Linked DNA regions of Drosophila melanogaster: region 1 is linked to region 2. The links are chromatin contacts, called in public Hi-C maps. All regions are on one chromosome and are shown on one strand. The core of a region is the stretch at or near the end of the contact, and the rest is flanking DNA. Distances in the headings are between cores, read along the strand shown. Region 1 holds the start of Nadsyn (NAD synthetase). Region 2 has its middle 11 kb from the start of Neto.

Region 1 (6,712 bases), core at 370-2,869, 280 kb after region 2:
ACTTCCGTGTGCGACGCACCAGGCGCAAGATGCTCTACCGCTTCTCCATTGTCAATCTGGTGAAGTCGGACAGTCTTTACAACGATGGTATGCAGCCGGTCATGTACTCCACGCTGGGCGCCAAGGAGAAGAGCGAAGGCTGGCGCAGATGCGGCGACAACATCTGCTACTATCGGAACGATGATGAGTAAGTATGGGTTAAACCCAATTGAGTCTTAAATGTCATAAATACCGTAGAACTTTCGGATACTTTGATATTTATTAGCATTTTATTAGACCCTTTTTATTTAAGTGACATCAAGTCTCTAGAGAAATCTAATTGGGTTGCATATGAAATTGGCCACTGTTGAGCCGAATTTTCAATTGGTTTATTCCCTTATTCCCCACCAGAAGTGCCAGCAGTAGCGCCAACGAGGATGACGAGGACAACTCCACATACACGCTGACCTTTACCATTGAGTTCGAGCACGACGACGACACGGTGTTCTTTGCGCACAGCTATCCGTACACCTATAGCGACCTGCAGGACTACCTCATGGAGATCCAACGCCATCCGGTCAAGTCAAAGTTCTGCAAGCTGCGCCTGCTCTGCCGCACCTTGGCTGGCAATAATGTCTACTATCTGACGGTGACGGCGCCCTCATCCAACGAGGAGAACATGCGGGTGAGTTGGGCAAACAAACTCATCTATCTCATGGCAATTAATCTGTAGACAAACTTTTGAAACTCCTGCACAAACAGCAGTGTGCTTAGATAAACTCATTCATTATATGCGAACAAAAAGTTGATAGCAGCATAGGTCGTTAAAGTTATAATTAGCAATTGATATTATGTTTCAAAGAGCTACATATGTACATATGTTGTTTAACAATCTTCTACCAAGGTGTATATTAAATTTCTCAATGTTTCCATACAAATTTAGCGGAAGAAATCGATTGTGGTATCGGCACGTGTCCATCCCAGCGAGACGCCAGCCTCGTGGATGATGAAGGGTCTGATGGACTTCATCACCGGGGACACAACAGTGGCCAAGCGGTTGCGGCACAAGTTCATTTTTAAATTGGTGCCCATGCTAAATCCGGACGGAGTCATTGTGGGCAATACACGTAACTCGCTGACCGGCAAGGACCTGAACCGCCAGTACCGAACGGTAATACGCGAGACATATCCATCCATTTGGTATACCAAAGCCATGATTAGAAGGTGAGTTTCAAGCAGCAGACAGAGGCCCATCTTTGGTTAACTATATTCACTGCTATCATTTATTTATCACAGACTGATTGAGGAATGCGGCGTGGCCATGTACTGTGATATGCACGCTCACTCACGCAAGCACAACATATTCATATATGGCTGTGAGAACAAACGCAACCCGGAGAAGAAGTTAACCGAGCAGGTCTTTCCGCTGATGCTGCACAAGAACAGTGCGGATCGGGTGGGTTATGATGTGCAATCAGATACTATATACTATATACTAACCCCAACCCATTGCAGTTCTCCTTCGAGAGCTGCAAGTTCAAAATTCAGCGCAGCAAGGAGGGCACCGGACGTATCGTGGTCTGGATGCTGGGCATCACCAACAGCTATACGATCGAAGCCTCCTTTGGCGGCTCCTCGCTGGGATCGCGCAAGGGTACGCACTTCAACACGCAGGTAAATTGCATAGACATTCACTTCACACTCGAATACCTATCTAGATAATTATCGAATCTTTCAGGATTACGAGCACATGGGACGAGCATTTTGTGAGACACTTCTGGACTACTGCGATGAGAATCCGAACAAAGTAAAGCGGCACGCAAAGTTGTTTAAACAAATCAAAAAGATAAGAAAACGCGAGAAACGCGAACAGAAAGCATTGAAATTACAGAAAATGGCCGATCAGGGATGTATAATGAACGACAAATTGAAAGTGAAACGTTCTGTGGAGAAAAGTGTCTCCTAGGAAGGTTTTATCCCATCAATACTAGCCCACAATATAACTATCGACACACACAGCTCGAAATCCAAACAACAAAAACCACACATCGACTTGTGCCGTTTCTTTTTTTTTTTATCGTTCTTGAACTATACTCGTAAATCGTTAATCGTCAATTGTCAATCGTATATCGTTTATCGCATAGAGTAATTGTAATCGCAATTATTGTTACCAACTCGTCGCTGCCTGCGTTTTGTCCCTAAAGCGCTGCTGTGCTGACCCAGAATTCAAATCCCAAATCCAAAGCCATCGACATTATCGTAAATACAATTCAACACACAACAAATACACGTCGGCCAGAGGTATATAACAGATATACATGTAGCTAAACGTATATCTGGTCATATACACCATATGCATATGTTATCCAATTAACATTACATGTATATGAGGCATTGAATTGTATGAATTTTAATGCTCTCTATTTGCGCGTATCGCAGTTTTTCTAATGTTTTTGAGCACTCAGTTGCGTGGCTAGTATATCTCTATCCACGCAATGGGTTCTTAGATTACTTCTGTAGATCTATTTATATATAATTTCATATATACATACACCCACCTGAATCCGCACAATCCTAACTATATAGTGACACACAGCACAGCATCGCCAGGCACAATAGGTCTTTTATCTTATCCTAGTCGCTCTAACTATAATTCGCGTTTCTTTCGATGTTGCTAGTCGTAAGCGTAACCGTATTATTATAACCGGAAAATATTATTTTTTGAAATAAATACCATATCTATTCATATGATTTACGTTTTTGACTTTTGCTTAGCATTAGACTTTACTGCTTTTCACACATGCTTTTAGTGATTCGCTTGATTTTTCCGCACACTTACATTGTTTTTAATTGATTACCATTTATTTTCCTATTCTTTTTTTTTAGCAAATGTATGATTTCTGACTAATCCTAATGCATTAACATTTACAATAGATTTTAAATTTACTCAAACAACAGGACAGGCTACGATCAAAAATTATCGAAAGACTGATGCGAGAAGGCTCTAGTGCCGACGAACCATTGAATATTCCCCTGTCAGATTACTCAAGGTGGGTCCATCAGTCAATCCTCTACTAACCTTAACTAATCTACTACTACTACTACTACCACCATCATATGCATTCCAACCATCATTAGCGACGAGGGCAACTGCAGCTCCAGTTCGGATAATGAGGGTAAACACTCGATAACGACATCCGATCTGGAGGGACCATGTTGTGCTCCCACCCGAGCACCGCCCAGTTCGCCTGAGGTCATACACGAAATCCGCAAGGTAAGTGGGGTTTATCCCACTAGTTTTACTGCACTGCACCTGCACCCTATTTCTACCCCAATCCGAACTACAGTTTCGCATGCGACGCATGCGCAAGGTGATGCACGAGCTGGATAGGATCTATTTTACGCCCCTGTTCCAGCGCAAATTCAAAACATTAACGACCTTGAAGAGGAGGCGTCAGAAAATGGGTGTCAAGGCGGCTCCAAGTGGAAAACGCCTTCGTGGAGGCGGTGGTCCTGCCGTTAGTGCTGCCACACCCACGCCAGCACCGGCCGTCCAAGCGGCAGCTCCAGTTGTAGAGACAAACGATGTCCAGAAATTGCATACGCCGAGACAATTGGCCAGAAGTTTGCCATCCAATAGTGATCAACCGACTGGAGGCCAGAGTTCCGACAGTTCGGAAAGCATGGATTCATCGCAATCGGAATCGCTACTGGAACCGGATGGTTCAAGTGGTAGCACCGCAGCGAGTAAAGAGGTCACAAAGAAGGTGAAGACTAGTGGTGCTGGCACAAAGAAGACGGCCAAAAAGAAGAAGTTCATGCCCACGGAGAAGAAGAAGCCGGTGGTCAATCAGAAACTTCACGTTGATCGCAATTTCCGCCTGTGGCTGGCCAATAGGCGCATCTACATCTATCGTCGTAAGAAGGTATCTATCGTAAAGGTAAAACGGTAAAAAGTTTAATATATATACCTAACATATGTTTGATACATACTTATAAGCACACAAGCACAACTAATTTAATAATTCCCCGATCTCGCCTCAAATCTCCCGCATCTAATCGGCTTAGTCCACGCAGGCGCGTCGCACTAAGGTAAGGAATAAGCCTTCAAAGAAACGTGGCGAGGTGGTGCGCACCACCCTGGACCTGCCCACAACGGATCCCGGCTCGGATCTGCACTTCTCCACCGACGACGAGGAGCACTCGCCGACGTCCGGACATAATGGTTACGGTGCAGTGCCTCCGCTCCGGCATACGCTGCTCCAGAGCGATCTGCAGAGGCGGTACATCGAGGAAATTGGCGATACGGTGGTGCAGAAACCAAAGGCGTCGCACATGCCGCCGGAACTGATTGTGACCACACCTTCGAAGAGCGGCACTCCGGGCGGTGGGAAAAAACTGGATGTCTACAAGCTGACGCCTCGAACTGCTCCAGAATTGGACACGGGTATTGGCATGATGCAACGGCAGGCCGGCGGAACTGGCACATCCGCCAGACGCACCTATTCGTGGCACAATCTCGATCAGCAGGAGATTCCCAATGGCAACGGCGGTGGTCAGGGCAAGGCCAACTTTTACATAGGCGATACCAAGCCAGGAATAAAGACGATGGCAAAACCGCTCCCCAGAAGGTGGGTATTTTTACGAATGATTTTGCGAAATCTAATTCGATTGGTTTACCTCTTTCAAGGAGTGTCCCGAGCAACTTCATTCCCCAGAGACATGGAAATGTGCAAACGGCCGATGACCTGCAGCTTAAGCTTTCGCTGAAGAAGAAAGTCTGGACTGGTGCGAACGGGGATGCGGATGGTCGCCCTCTGGCCTGGTACAAGGGTCACTCGATAACAGCATCCCAAATGGCCAACACTACGACGACCATACGAAGTGCAGGCGGTGGTGCTGCAGGAGGAGGAGGAGCTGGAGCTGGAGCTGGAGCGGGTGGAGGTGGCGGTGGTCAGAACCGAAACATGTTCCCCTCCAATGGCAGGGAGCAGACAGCTGCGTCTGGTGGCATCGCCATGGGTGTGCCACCCGCCTTTGTGGGAGCACCACGAAGAGTCAGAAAACTGGAGCAAGTTGATCTGTTCAAGTAAGTCGGGCGATTATTCCCTGGTTATTCCTCTATTAAATCTAACGTCCTTTTATATTCCAGTGCTTGTTCTCAGAAGCTGATGATGTGGCAGCAACAAGAGGAGCAACGGCGCTCCCATCCGCAACAGGCGCAGCGCCTACTGAAGGTTGAGGATCATCCGCAACATTCAAGGGACCGGGAGCAGCAGCCCTTCAAGCCCATGCACGTGGTCAGAAAGTCAACGGGAACGACCAGCCAGGCCAAAGTCATTCAGGCTTTGGTGGCAGCCGAATCCGGCGGTAAGGTGAAACGCAAGTCCAGCAGCATGATGAAGATAGCAGAGACCACGCAGCTGGTGACTCGATTCGCCCGGAATCGCAACAGCGCCGGAGGATCCGCAGCACAGCAGCAGCAGCAGCAGCAGCCACCACAACATATGCACCACCAGCATAAGCGGTTGTTGTTCAAGGGCCAAGGCGGAGTGGGGGCAATGGGCTCTCGAATGCACTCTGCCGGCGTGATGGGTAACATGCAGGGCAACGGCGGAGGACGTGCGCCCAACAAATTCAAGACCGGCGGACTTGTGATCACCGCCGTGCAGCAACCGACCAATATGACCGGTGGAGGCTCCAGGCGGATGAGAAATGCAGCCGGATTGCAGGCCAAGGGCAGCAATGGCGCCTTGGGTTCATCCACCGGTCAAATGCAATACCAGCGCAGCAATGCCAGTGTCCAGGCCAACAAATCCGCAACAGAAATCTCCATGGACGCCGTAAGTCTGGTGCGGAAGGTGAAGACCAAACTGAAGAAGCGCAAATCCCGCACTTTGTCAACCGGAGCACCGAAATAATTGACCCAGAATCTCCGCCAGGTGCATCACCGAGTTTTTTCATTCAAAATTTTAGTCAAATTTAATCCGTTTTAGACCCGTCCGTTTTTGTTACGTAAAAAAGCGATAAGAAAATGATTAGCAAAATTAACTAAATAATTGATAACACCTATAGGCGTATTTTATGCATATGTAAACCCGATCTCTGTACCTACAGTTAATCCCTAAAATATGTAATGTTGAAAGTCCTAGTGTGTGTGTTTTTTTTTTTTTTTTTTTTTGGTCGCCGAAACGTTTTCTATTGAGATTTGCAATAAAACAAACAAAATGAGAAAATGTGTGCCACTCAAGGGTGAGATATGGAAGGGGGATGGGGGTGGGCTGGGTTGGCAAATTTGGTAAATAAATAATGCTTGACCGCTGACCGAAAAATCAATTACACTACGCACATGTCCGGCAATCGCGGTGGAGGTCGAAAACTATGGCGGGGGGCGGGGATTGGGCACCAAGTGGGAGCAGGACGAGAAGGTCCTGCTTACGTACCTCCGGCAAAACTACGGTCGCTCCGTCTCAATCCTTCGCACAATCAATTCAATCAAAACAGCCACTTTACCACGCGAAAAACCACCGAAAAGAAATTCTTAAACGGGCGAAAGGTAAACAAATCCAATTGGACAATTCCAAGGGTGATCTCTAGTGATGGCAGCTCCTAGCGGCCTATCGACGCCTTTCGATAGTGTGGGCGCTGTTATCGATAGCGATTTGCAAAAGTTTTTTATTTAAATAATGCATTTAAAGTTGATATTTAATATGAAAATTGGAAATGACATTTT
Region 2 (6,098 bases), core at 1,089-3,588:
GCCTTTCATTGCGAATGACTTCTGGTAATTTTCCTATTTTGGGACCACAATTAACTCAAGTGAAAAGCGGGTGAAAAGAGATGGGAAATCGTCTGGGGTTGCAGACAAATGACTTAATTACTTTTTCAAGTCGGTTAATTAGTTTCGGCCAAGAGCCAACCAAATGGAACTGGTCAACGAACGATGACAGAAGTACGGACCTGCAAATGTCCAAGAGCAAAGTAAAAACGAGCCAGAAAGTTAAACATAAATTACAAGACATTGAAGTGGCCTGCATTGAGCTCGCAGAAGCCAAAAAAAAAAAAAAAAGACAATATCGAAATGGGGATAAAACATTTATTGATGCTGTTAACACTATTAGAAGCTTATGCTCTTACCAATTTATTTGGTGTCGTTTGTCCGAAGACAATCCATAAAACTGAACTCGCTGACAGTGGGCTCTAATCTGAATTTAAATTGCAATTCTTTGCGGATCTTTGGTAATCCCCTATGGCGTTCTGCAAATTTCATTCGTGCGACAATTAATTTACTTCAATTCAATTTGTTTAATTCATTTTACACTAAGTGCTTCTCGCTCGAACATGAATTATTAAGCTTATTTCGCTGTTTGTCTGTTTTAATGTGGGGAATGTGCGAACAAATTTCATTGTTCAAATGTCGGTAGTTTTTCCAATCAAATTTACACGCTGCGCATAAAATTCCATTGTTGACCATTGTGCGGAGAATCAAGCAAAAAAAAAAAAAAAAAAAAAACGAACGTGAAATACAATTTATACATAAATTAATGGACTATCGGGGGGCGTGGCTCAGCCTTGAATTTAATGCCGAGCAGTGGGTGCGGTTCGTTTGCCATTGCCCTGCTTATTTTTTGCTGCTGAATTTTCCCTTATTTTCCTTCGATTGTTTTTCCGCATTAACGCGCTCCTCTGCAGCTCTTGAATTGAAATGGCCCGGAGTGATTGAAAACAACTGATAGTATCCTGTAGTTCCTATTTAAATAGTACTATAAACTGCAGGAGAATAACAGCGACTATTTGAACTGAAAAGGTAAGTTACCTCTCATCATGATATATATTTCTTAAAACCACAAACTAGCAGGCAGAATCAAAATGAAAAACTAAATATCATACAAGCTGTAATATTAATCGCTGTAATAATGAACATTTACTTGCAAGTAATGGGTACTTTATAGTCGACTATTTGACCCTGGGTGCTTTATGCAGGCATTGCGTGTTTTATGCGACTATTAAATGGCCATGGAGCGGGACTCAGATCACTTCGGCTCAGTTCAGTTCAGGTCGGGCTGAAATTAATTGCTTGCTATCTTCAAATTACTCATACGACCCGTCGGCCCGCTCGCTTTTGTTCACCTGCTTACGGCGAGCAACTCCCGTTGGCCTGTGTCATTTACATTAACCGTTTCAGTTACGGCCCAAGCTCCTTTCGGCAAGTCCTTTTGGAGATCCTGCCGGAAGCGAGTGCTCGTAAATTACCTGAATAATGCAAAATAACAATATTTACCCCATTGTTCTTGGCCCCTTCGTAGGTGTTTCTTTTCTGAAGGAGATAATCTGCTCAGGTTTAAATGGAATTTTAATTATTTTAAGCAACCGAAGAACTTCACTTCCTTTTGCTTTTGCCAGCGCTGAATAGTTGTGCTCAGCAGATGTAGCGGATGTAATTAAACGTGAGAAATGTTGGATTTAAGGCAATTAATCGGGTTTCATTAGCATTATTATTTTTCACATAACATATAAAGAAATTGAAGCTTATGACATAGAAATTATAGATTATATATCATTATAGAAAATGAAAATGTTTCCTTAACTGTTTTTTTTGTGAAACCTAAAACCCTTACATTTCGAAATCACTTCTCTATTTGCAACTATGCTTCGCACAAAGCGAACAAATTCAATTAATTTAATTCACAGTGGGCTTATGATTAAAACAATGATCCGTGGTTGCGATGGATTGTGAATCTGTTGGAAATAAACAAATGTATATGGGTCTGTGTATATTCTACAACTGGGCACATCGATAAATGATGATGTTCATTATGTGCGGCGCGTCTTTTGCGATTTAATTAAAGCCTGATGGCGAAAAGGTGTGAGTTGGGAACCGGAGGCACTGGAGATTGGAGGTGACTGCTTGGCATGTCGAACACGGGGACCATGGATGGCTAGAGGGGGTGCGGGGAAGATGGCATCATCGACGAATCATCGATGAATTGGCGTTGCCATTTAATAGCCGATGATGCCGACCGATTGCTGTACATCCCGCCCACTCTCGCACTGCACACGTTCCAGTTTGTTGCTGCCATCGTGCACGTAATTTCCGTTTCCGTTTCAGCGAACGGCAGCCGGTGACACGCGACAGCTGTTTGCACATACTTAACGCACACACATACGCACACACGCACTGCGAGGCGCATTCTCACATACGCACACATGCTCACATACGGACACTGAGAGAAAACTAGTTGGTTAAGAGCATAGCAAGCATAGATTTTGTGGCATTAGGTTAGCTTGATCTTAAGCCAATATATTTCAGATTCCTAAGCATTGCTTGCTACTTTTTAATCTTAAGTAATGTGTTCTAGTTTCTCTCTGTGCAGCTACGCACACTCGCACAAAGACAGACGTACATGTCCTTGGTTTGTTTGTATTTCTGTTACTATGCCATTGACTGCGAATCGGAGCGTGAAGGCCATTACAAGTCTGATTATATTGAATCAAAGATTCAATATTTAAAATTGCACGAACACAACTCAAACACACACCACACATACACCCACGCACACACACCAGCACATCAGTTCCGCTCGGAGTTAACAGTTTTTGCGGCCCCGTTTGGAATATATGCATACATACACACATTTAAATGTATACATATATTGCAAATGTTTGTCTGTGTGTCGTTTTATGAGGAATCGAGGTGGAAATGAGTCACTGAATTTGGGGGAACGGAAGTGAAGGGGATGGGGTAAGGACTTGCCAACGGAGTCAAGCGGAAAGAGCAAACAATTTTAAATTATTGTTCAAGCACAACGAAGTCAATATTAATAAGTGAACAATTTGGCAACTTCATTTCAGCACTTTATATGTGCCAAAGAATAATAAGCGTGTTGGGTACGAAAATAAATAAGTCAGGAGTTTCTCTTGATATAAAAACCGTGAGGTTGTACATTGTGTTAATTTATTTTCATGGACAAATATTTCAGTACTTTTGTAAAATATGACTATGATTGTTATTAAAGTAGTGACTATTATGTGACATACATAAAATCTGTCTTTGTAAAAAGATAAACGTAAAATATTCTGATTGCAGCTGGGAAAGTGTGTTTTAGCAGAATATTGCATGACAAAGTGAAGAGCTTAAAGTATACTACAATATTATATTTCTAATTATATAACACAATTTGGCAAATAATGAAGTAAAGAAAAAAGAAATAATTATATTTGAAATATCGTGCCCATGTCCTGCCATCACCATTCCCAATAAAATGGATTTGCTGAAACAAACAGTGGGGATATCCTTTTTCACCCACGGGGTGCCAACGAGAGTTTTCCCTTTTTTCGTCAACCATTATGAAATGAACAAACGAGGATTTTCCGCACTTAATTGTTATCTTTGCATAAGCATGAAACAAAACAATTGCCATTTAATCGCAATGAAAGCGAACTTTTCGGGTCCTTTCAGCAGGGAAATTTAATTACACAACCACTCGCTGCCGCCGCGCAAAGAAAGTGGGTGAAAGTGTGAGGGAAAGTGCTAAGCAATAGGGATAATCCGAAAGGCTTCGCAAGCAGCTCGCCTCGGCTTAGCACGCCAAACATTGTCAGCCAAAGGCATGACTGAGTTTTCCCGCCGCCACACGATTTTCCCGCCGATGTAATTACACATGTGTGCGAGCGGGAGAGATTATTATTATTGTGAATGTTATTTTTATTTGCCGTCAACCGCAAACTCATCCAAGTGAAATTGAAGCAAAAACAAGGGTTAACATCTTAAGGCGGCGCATTGTGGCTGCCTTGCAAAATGATGACAACGCTCGAACCTGCCCAACTTCCCACCTTTCCACACAAACCCTCAATTTTCCGCCGTTCTAAATTTTCCTTTTTTGTCAGCACCGAAAAAAAAAACATTTCAACTGCAATTGCATACTTCAATACTTGCACTTTCAATTTAACAATAGCTTGCTTAATCAGTAGTTATCATATGCATTTAATTAAATTAAATTAAATTATATATGTAAGCTAATTTCTTCAGGATTATCTGTATAATCAGAAACAGCATACGTTTTTCGCTCACTGCACTTGCCGCACTTCCATTTGGCTTGGCTCACACTGCTCCTTTTGTTGCCGCATTTTGCATTTGCGCTTTAATTGTTTGCTTGTTTATTTAGCCTGCCACCTGGCTGCCTGCAGATTAGCACAAAGATTTGATGAGCACACGCTGGGCGGAAAAAACAGCAGGATTCGGTGGCACAAAGGACATGCGGGACGGAGGATGGAGGAGAGTTTCTAGAAATATTGCGCCAGCAAAAATAATTCACTGCAATTATATGGAAATGCTGGGAGTTGCTTTACCAATTCGAGTGTTTGTTATGCTGTTTAACTACCCGTAGAAATGCGAAAGTTTCAACTGACCGACATTTTGGGTATCCTATTTGGGAATCCAATAAAGCTTTTAATCATAAAGTAAGTAGGCAAGTAGATTAACTAAATTGCTTAAACTAATATAATATTAAATATTCCTTTGTTTCAAATGGGATAGCAAATTGTAAGGAGCTAGATGCAAAAGGGTTGTATTCGAAATTGATTTATGTTTTATTTGGCAAATTCTAAATGTAATCCCCTATCACATACCCTGGGATAACATCGGATAAGCTGGGCGCATTCATAAACCTTTTTACTTCTCGTTTTTTTTTTTTTTGGCAATTCCGTGTAATTGAAAAGCGCTGAGCGGCTGGGAATTCTGCACTGCTCAAGTTAGAAAAGGAGAGGGTTGGGGCAAAGTGAAAGGGGGCGCAGGAGAAAGCGGCTAAGGAAAGTGAGGGAAAGTAAGAAAGCAAAGCGGAGCAAAGTTTACTTATCATGGCAATGCCGCCATATCCGTCTGGTAATCGAAATTCGCAAAAAGGGATATAGGGATGTGTGCTTACACAGCCACAAAAATATGCACTGCAAAAAACTTGGTCCAATTGTGGGCGGTCATCATATATATCATCATAATCCAAAGTAATTTCTATATCATTTTTTTTTTCAAGCCTGGAAAGATATATTGAAAAAAAAAAAACTCAATAACAGCCTTCTTTCTCTCAGTGCACACATTACTGCACACGTGTGCGTGCGTTTAGCAGGTGTTTTTGGCCTCTGCTGTTCTGCTTCGCCTGAAATATTCATTTGCATCTGAGGAAATTGTTTTGGTTTCAGCTTTGCCGCCTCTTCTTCTCAGCTCATTGAGATTTTCTGGCCATTGTGCGCCGAATGATGCCATAGGTTTTTCCATTCTTTGCTTCATTTCGGTTTTGTTGTTGAAAAATGTAGCTGAAAAGTGAAAATCATGGGCAGCAGTTTAACCAATTTCAGGAAGCATTCAGGATTCCGCAAAACATTCCTCAGAGGCTCAGGCGCCACTTTCAGTTTGGTAAGTGGGAAGTTGGGTGGTGGGTTATTTTGTGTGGTTTGAATTTCTGGTTTCGGCCCTGGCCACATTCCCATTCCGCCATAATTGGCCAATTGTCGGTGTCATTAACATGCCTGTCATTATTGGCAATGTCCCAGACTGCGCCGCTTTGGGGCTGTGTGACTTTGTGCGGAATGGGTCCGCAATCTCCTGAATATTTCATCAGCCCTCCTGACAGCAGCCGAGTGTCGCCGACAATGACAACGTTAAACATCAAATACAACACACAAAAGGTGTTTAAAAATTAAATTAAAGTTAAAAGCTCACAAAATAATGAAATGAGCGAAATGAGCAAAGTACTCACACAAAGTGGTTAAAACATGGCTGTGTCAGTGTGGCAACAACAAATGGCGATTACAGTGGTCACAATGGGCACTGTGCGAAAAAGGATTGCAATTACATACCTCAAA

Evidence for each region. Hi-C and Micro-C count contacts between places; a contact is called where the count stands out from the background.
Region 1: a contact with region 2 is called in a Hi-C map of the Kc167 cell line, with 1.6 times the contacts expected there. The contact joins two enhancer-like sites. A contact is called at or near these places in 11 of 107 Hi-C or Micro-C datasets (the Kc167 cell line, embryo, embryonic mesoderm and 4 more).

Annotation. Positions count from the first base shown.
Region 1 is chrX:13,711,707-13,718,418 of dm6, forward strand. It overlaps Nadsyn (NAD synthetase), which reads right to left and starts at 6,579. Exons shown (of 6, transcript NM_167378.2): 1 at 6,423-6,579. It overlaps Nna1 (Nna1 carboxypeptidase), which reads left to right. Exons shown (of 15, transcript NM_001298298.1): 5 at 1-187; 6 at 391-664; 7 at 923-1,203; 8 at 1,276-1,435; 9 at 1,495-1,653; 10 at 1,718-1,786; 11 at 2,914-3,029; 12 at 3,118-3,253; 13 at 4,057-4,610; 14 at 4,670-5,068; 15 at 5,132-6,129. The coding sequence ends at 5,900. Within about 2 kb of position 1,620, at least 6 of the 39 cell types and tissues checked have an H3K27ac peak or open chromatin away from gene starts, as enhancers often do.
Region 2 is chrX:13,431,738-13,437,835 of dm6, forward strand. No RefSeq gene overlaps it. Among named protein-coding and RNA genes, the nearest start is that of Neto, 11 kb to the right of the region's middle. Within about 2 kb of position 2,339, at least 5 of the 39 cell types and tissues checked have an H3K27ac peak or open chromatin away from gene starts, as enhancers often do.